Linked DNA regions of Mus musculus: region 1 is linked to region 2. The links are chromatin contacts, called in public Hi-C maps. All regions are on one chromosome and are shown on one strand. Each heading gives the region's core, a stretch centred on a gene start, on an enhancer-like site or on the middle of the called end of the contact. The rest is flanking DNA. Distances are from core to core; before and after follow the strand shown.

Region 1 (3,585 bases), core at 903-3,402, 130 kb before region 2:
GGTTTCTGGGCTAGAATTTTACAGTGTTCGTGCTAGCTGGAACCTCCAGACATCTAAAAAGAATTATCTTTTTTTCCGTAAACTACTAAAAATGTTGGTGACAAATTTTATACCATGAAATCTGGATACTTTAATCAGGATAGGAGGTAAGATCTAATTGGCTTTAATATCCTTGGTTTAAAAAAAAAAACAAAACAAAACAAAGCATGTTTTAATGGACATCTACAGTTGTCAGTAAAGCTAATAGAAGTCCTCTTTTAAAGGAAAATTAAGACTCTTATAGCTGGACTTGAGCAATAGAGCTTGGCAACGTCTACTCTTGCATTAGGATGCATAACTTAATTTATCCCAAAGCACTATTACCCCCAATGTTCCCTGTATGTTCCCCTCTCTGTCCCTTCTTCTCTTTGGAAAGGAGCCCCGTGATTCCTAAATTAATTAACTTGTATCTGGTTTGGGAGAAATTAAATTTTACATGTCTCTGTGCTGATGCCTGAGAGGCTATTTTCCTGCCCTGTGGCTGGGTTTGGCCCCATTGCTCAGCCTAGCTCTTCTTGCTATCACAGTGCCCTTGGTACCTGTGTGGGGTGGTGCAGTTAATAATGGGAGGTGGGGGATGCTAGAAAGCAATATTCAGTCTGTCTCTCAAATATGAGAAAGGCTGCCTATTTAAACTCTTATGGAATCTCTAGGGCAATTTAGATAACTTTTAGAAATCTAAATAAAAATTGTCAGGTGCCAGTAATATTGGATGATGTAGAGAAACACATAAATAAGAGACCAAGTCTAAAAGCCTCTTGCGTTTGGGGGTAGCTCATGTAGGTCATATTCGAAAACAAACATTAATTTTACACTAACTGAGGGTAGGGATCAGTCAGATTCAGCTCCATGCTTTGGAGGGATGGTCTTAAGCTGGCCTCCAGCATCCAGTCCAAAGTGACGCCTTTTATTTAACTTTCCTTTTAAACAAGTTATTGGTTCACTAAATGCTATACTTTTTAAAGGTTCAGATCTTCAGTCAATGATCTCTGTAATCAGTCACCACTGGGGGCGGGGGGGGGGGGGGAGGTTTCCATCTCTTTATAAAGGCTATCCTGAAGAAGGTTCCAGAAACCTTCCCTGTCACCCTTCTCTGTCTTTTCCCATTACAACCTTTCCTTTTATTTGTTTGTATATCTTTCCACAAGTGGGTCTTCTGCAGGAAAGAGCTTTTAGAACATATTAACTATCAGCAAATAGGACAACCATAGCACCCTTTTCATTTTATTTGAGAAAAGGAGTGCTATTTAGGAAAGTATAGCCATTTATAAAACATCTTTATTTGCTTATCTGTCATCTTTCAAGGAGTGATTGTTAATGACTGATAGCCATGTCTTGCAAAAATTATTCCCAAATTAGAGTCCACATTAATATTTTTATTATTCTATGAAGTGTCTAAGAATATTAAAAATTCAAACCACTTATGAGAAAAAAGATACTGAAAATTAAACATCTGGGAGGCTGCTTGTGTATATCATTAATTGTGAGGCCTGGGCTAACTAATCGAGTTACTTGTGACAACATATTTGGTTGTCAAAACTTTCAATTTCTTTTTTTTTAAAGATTTATTTATTTATTTATTTATTTTATGTATGAATGCTCTGCTCTATTGATATGTACACCTGTGCCAAAAGAAGACATCAGATCCCATTATTGATGGTTGTGAGCCACCATGTGGTTGCTGGGAATTGAACTCAGGACCTCTGGAGGAGCAGCCAGTGCTCTTAACTTCCGAGCCATTTCTCCAACCCATAACTTTCTATTTCGAAAGTTTCATTTGATAGTTGAAGAGACTAAAATGTGGAGAAGTTGGCTGATTTGCTCAAAGTCACCAGCTCAGACCCCGGAGATGAACTATTAACACAAATCGTTCAGTCCTGTAGCCCCTTTCATTACCCAGCACTGGTAAAATTGTCAGACCCAGAGTGGCCAAGGTTACTTAGAGAAAATGCAGATTCCCAGATTCAGTGACCAAGCCTATTCAGGAAGAACTTCTGAGACTGCCCCACCATGCTGTCAAATGCAATTTGTAAATAAACTGGTGAGAAGGGTTGGTCTCCTCCTCTTTCCCTGCAAAGCAGAAGTAGGAGGACAACAAAATTTAGTGCTTGATTGCTAAATTTTTCTCCTGGTCACTCTTCAGCAGCTTGCAACATCTTTGGGTGCCAAAATCCATCCTTCATCTTTCTTTGAAGGATGATGAATTTAACCAAATCCAGCTTTTATACTATTGCCCATCTGCCTGCCTCTCAAACTGTGAGATGACTCAGCAGGTTGAGCTTGTAACCTGTGGCTTGGCGCAGAGGGAAGAACACAGGGGTCCCAGTCTAGCCTTAGTAGCACAGAGGGGTCCTTCTGCTGGGATAACCAGCCAGTGTGGTACCCAGCTGGAGATACCTGGGTATTTCCTGCAGAGGTGTCAGCTACTCTGCTCTGACTCTTTAGGCAAGCTATGCAGGCAGCAGGGTCTGTTTGAAGAGTAAGAAAACACATTGTCTGCCACCCAAGCTCTAAAAAGATACTTTGCATGAAAATGGTGATTGGAGTGATAGAAAACTAACACCCTTCCTGGTTTCCCAATCCACCAATCCTGTTGACAGTAAAACTGAAATGTGAGAAAATGTTTTTCTGGGCTGCTAGATGTTTCCGGAAATGGTTTATCCTGATTTATTCTATTTGCAATGCTGTAATTTTATGAGGTAACTTTTCTCTATGAAAGCCTTTTAATATACTTAAACTTTTGCTTATACATATGCCTTTTATTCCCCATAAATAATAATTTTATATATCTTAGATAACCTTTCTTCTTAATTTGAAGTGCCAAGGTGGTCTGGTGCATGCATTTAATCTTAAGAGTAGGGAGGCAGAGACAGGTGAATCTCTGAGTTCAAGGCCATTCTGGTCTTCAGTGTGAGTTTAAGGAGCAACCTAGCCTAACTCTAAATGTTTTCCATAGAACAGATCCAAGGGAGCATGTCCCAGGCTGCCTGAGACATGCTCAGTCTGCATGCTGCTCTTTCATATGTTATTATGACTCAACAACTTAGACGAGAGTCCTGAAGGATTTACGATTGCCTTTGGTGTTTATATCTTTTAATTTGGCTATCATAAAACTTCAATATAATTTTTGAATAATATAAGTTGAAAGGGTCTTTTAAAAGAAATAAGGTGTTGAAGCCACTCATTAAAGATAATTAGACATCATGTTTTTGCATACGTGTGTATATTCATATCTGGACATGCACATATGTGCATGGGTGTACACGTGTGATTGGTGCCATCATCAAACGCTCAGCACTTTATGTACCAAGGCAGGCCTCTCACTTGCACACATAGCTCATCAACTTTGCAAATCAGGGTGGCTAACTTGATCCATGTTTCCCATGTCTTTGCTTCCAGAGTGTTGGGATCACAGGCAGGACACTAAGACTGTGGGACTTTCAAGTAGATGCTAAGAATCTAAACCATGTTCTCACATTACCCACTGAGTCATTTTTCTAGACCTATATCATTGTTAGTACTTACACTGGCTAGTGTTTTGTCAAC
Region 2 (3,566 bases), core at 378-2,877:
AGATTTTTTTAAAATCTAGCATGTTAACGGTGGGCTGCCAAGGTACTTGGGCCAATAAGCCCCCACACTCTCACCATATCACGGCCTCCTCACCATGCTGAGGAAAGAGTGTTCTTATAATGTGAAGGGCTCCTAGACACTCTCTCCTGAGTCCCAGGATCCCACGGTGTCTTAGGGTTTTACTACTGTGAACAGACACCATGACCAAGGCAACTCTTATAAGGACAACATTTGATTGAGGCTGGCTTACAAGTTCAGAGGATCAGTACATTAGCATCAAGGCGGGAAGCATGGCAGCATCCAGGCAGGCATGGTGCAGGAGGAGCAGAGAGTTCTACATCTTCATCTGAAGGCTGCTAGCAGAATACTGACTTCCAGGCAGCTAGGGTGAGGGTCTTTTAGCCCACGCCCACAGTGACACACCTACTCCAACAGGGCCACACCTTCTAATAGTGCCACTTCCTGGTCTGAGCATATACAAATCATCACATACAGAAAGGGATGGAAATTGAGAACATTTTGGATTCTGTGATCAGAGATCACGTTACTGTTCCCAACTTGCGCACCATCATCCTAGGGTGACCTCATAACCAGATAACGGAGTTACATTTAATAAAGGGGGGTGGGAGCCTGTATCTTTCAGCAATGGCTCAGTGCTTCATGTTCTGCCCTTTCCCAGACGCTCACATGTAAAAGAAGCACCCGCTGAAACGATGATAGAACCGAAACTTGTCCCAGATTTGCCCCAAATTTCAGAATTATTTTCCTCCAAAGTTTCATTCAGAGGTCTCACATCTCCGGTGTGGTTTTGGAATCTTCTGGAATGATGCCCAACCCTACTAATTCTGGGACAAAAACACTAGCACCTAGAAAATAGCAAGCAAAGAGCTCTGATGAGTAAGCAATGACATCGAGCAGAGGGTGCCTGTCCTGCCCTGCCCTGGGTCCATCAGGAACGTAAATGATCCAGCTGTAGGGAATGCACCAGCTTTAGAAAAATCAGCACTGTCCACACCACCTGGCCTTGCCTATAGGTAAATTTCTACTCTAAGAGAACGGCGTGATCACTGTGCAGACACAAAACAATAAAAAAAGAAATAGAAGCCAAAGGTAGACTGAAATACCTTGCACTGTTTCCTAGGACTTTAATCTGCTAATGATCTGTCTCCTGAGTCTGGCTGTTGCTCGGATCCTAACAGAGCTGCAGTCAAAATGTAACTTGGGTTTAATCATCCAATCAACAGTAGTGTCAAAAACTTAGAAATTTTAACTTATGAAAATCATTTATTTTTTTTCCTTTCAATTCCCTTCAAGAAAACAAGTATTTCTTAGTTATTAAAGGGATGTGGACATAGATGCGAAGCAGTGGACTGTGCTTTTCATTTTGGTCCCAGGAGCCAGGCATTCACTGGATTTAATCATTTTGAATCTTTGTGTCTCCTCTGAGATAGGGCCAGATGTAACCAGAAGGATTTATAGGGTGTAAAATTGAGAATGGATTAAAAAAGGCTCTCTGTGTTCTGCCCAGCACATCCTAAATCAACATTCCCCCCGGTGGACCAGACCAATCTCCGGCTGGCCAATTGGGGCAGTTGCCATAGCAACTGACAGGCAAGCACAGCCGGTAGAATGGGAATGCGAACAATGGAATGATAACATTGTGTGCAGAGCTGCATTCTGAGATGGCTTCCAGACAGCCGCATCCTGGAAGTGGGGTTTGCCCACCCTCCTTGTGCCATGGTTCCCACCTTCTTGTATTTTTGCTGCTCAATTAAAATTTATTGTTTTCTTTCCTATTCAAAAACTTTACTGCCATAAATAGTACTGGTGAGAAGGAAATCTGCCCCCACCAGAAAGCTGAAACAGCGTTACAAAGACTGCAGGGTTATTGCATTAACACTCAGTTCAAATACCCAGAGATTGAAGGAGGTCTACGGTAACTCCTGTGATTCTTTAGCGCCACCTAGTGTCCTGCTAGATACTACTTGGTCCCATGACTGGACAGGGAAAAAAGAACAGGATTGAATAGGAAATTCGTAGTCCCTCTTCTGATAGAATATGCACAGGACCTTTTCTAAATCTTTTGTTCAAAAACGTTAATAACTTTGACATAATACAGCAATGAGAGAAGAATGGAAGTCATGTCAGTTTTAGAGAAGACTTTAAAAGACTACACGGCGACCAGACAAAAAATCCTCAGGTTTTTTGTCTAAGGCGTCTCACTTTTCTCCAAAAAGTCAGCCTTGAAGCTGAACACAACAATTCACACCAAGGTGGCCAGGAGTCAGAACAAGGGATAACCCTGAATAATATAGCACCCGAGGATACAGGATAAGTTCCAGTAACGGACTTACACCAACTAAACCCCGCCCCAACCCCTCACTGCCTAGCAATAATGTCATCGAGGGGGTGAGTCACTGATTAAGTCAGAGTCCACAGCATCTAGTTGGGCCTGGAAAAGCAGTCGCAGACACGCCCCATGCTTTGCTCTTAATCCAGCCAAGTCAACAAAGATGTATGAGCACACCAGAGGCGGGAGCAAGGAGTCAGGATGAGAGGACTGGCTGGTGAGGGTTCCTAATGATACTACTACTGTTAACTCTTGATTTCCTCTCAGAAAATCTCTCTGCCGTTGCAGACATCATGAATGAATCAGTAGAGACAAATAAAATGAGTATCATCAACCCCTCTTTATAACTCTCTGCTCTGGTCAGTGGGTAGCGCTTCTTGTCCAGCAGTCATCTCCGGTCTAAGAAATCGCACCCATCTCCCACCGCTGCCTTTGCCCCATCGACATTCAAAACCGCAACTGAGTCCATTGGACTTCAGAAACGTGAAATGATGGGCCTGTTTCTGTGTGTTTCCTGCAGGGTTTGAGTTTTTTGAAACCAGCGCCAAGGATAACATCAACGTGAAGCAAACCTTCGAGCGCCTCGTAGATATCATTTGTGACAAAATGTCAGAGAGCTTGGAGACCGACCCAGCCATCACAGCGGCAAAGCAGAGCACGAGGCTCAAGGAGACCCCTCCTCCACCACAGCCCAACTGTGGCTGCTAATGTCCCCCACACAGGAGCTCCAAGGGGCTCCAGAGCAGCCAAGAAGCAGCATTGATAAATGGTCTATTAGCCTTCGATTATACTGCCTAATAATTATTTGAAGGAAGTCTTTGATGGCAGTGGCCCATATATGCATTCAAACCGTGAGCAATTTCCTGTGTTAATATGTGGCAAACTTGCTCTTATATTTGTAAGGATCATTCATCTATAAACACCTGCTACTTGCATGTAACTTATCATTTATTTGTCTTTCATAATCTTTTTGGGGGGTGCAACCTTTTTCTCAATTAAGCTATTGCAGAAACTACAGACTATAATTTTACTGCAAATAACTTTCATGCCACGGATTCATATCATGCTTTTCATTTGTATGGATGATAACCTAGAGTCCCTTTGTGTGTGCGCATGTGTGTGTGTGTGTGTGTGTGTGTGTGTGTGTGCGCGCGGGCGCGTGCGTGCTGTGACCAAGGAGTGATGTCAGGAAACTTAGTTTTGCCTTTGTCTAAAA

What was found. Hi-C and Micro-C count contacts between places; a contact is called where the count stands out from the background.
Region 1: a Hi-C map of the N1E-115 cell line shows a contact between it and region 2, with 4 times the contacts expected there. The contact joins two enhancer-like sites. A contact is called at or near these places in 4 of 484 Hi-C or Micro-C datasets (the N1E-115 cell line, embryonic fibroblasts, embryonic stem cells and 1 more), 1 of 115 datasets of contacts at active chromatin or transcription factors (acute myeloid leukemia) and 1 of 9 other capture datasets (embryonic stem cells).

Annotation. Positions count from the first base shown.
Region 1 is chr13:110,188,833-110,192,417 of GRCm38.p6, reverse strand. The region is part of intron 2 of Rab3c (RAB3C, member RAS oncogene family); the gene reads left to right. The region is part of intron 1 of Gm41057 (a long non-coding RNA gene); the gene reads right to left. Among named protein-coding and RNA genes, the nearest start is that of Gm41057, 9.5 kb to the right of the region's middle. Within about 2 kb of position 2,152, at least 11 of the 459 cell types and tissues checked have an H3K27ac peak or open chromatin away from gene starts, as enhancers often do. A contact at or near this core is called in the N1E-115 cell line, where this site is marked.
Region 2 is chr13:110,061,307-110,064,872 of GRCm38.p6, reverse strand. It overlaps Rab3c (RAB3C, member RAS oncogene family), which reads left to right. Exons shown (of 5, transcript NM_023852.5): 5 at 2,871-3,566. The coding sequence ends at 3,058. Among named protein-coding and RNA genes, the nearest start is that of Gm32881, 57 kb to the right of the region's middle. Within about 2 kb of position 1,627, at least 80 of the 459 cell types and tissues checked have an H3K27ac peak or open chromatin away from gene starts, as enhancers often do. A contact at or near this core is called in the N1E-115 cell line, where this site is marked.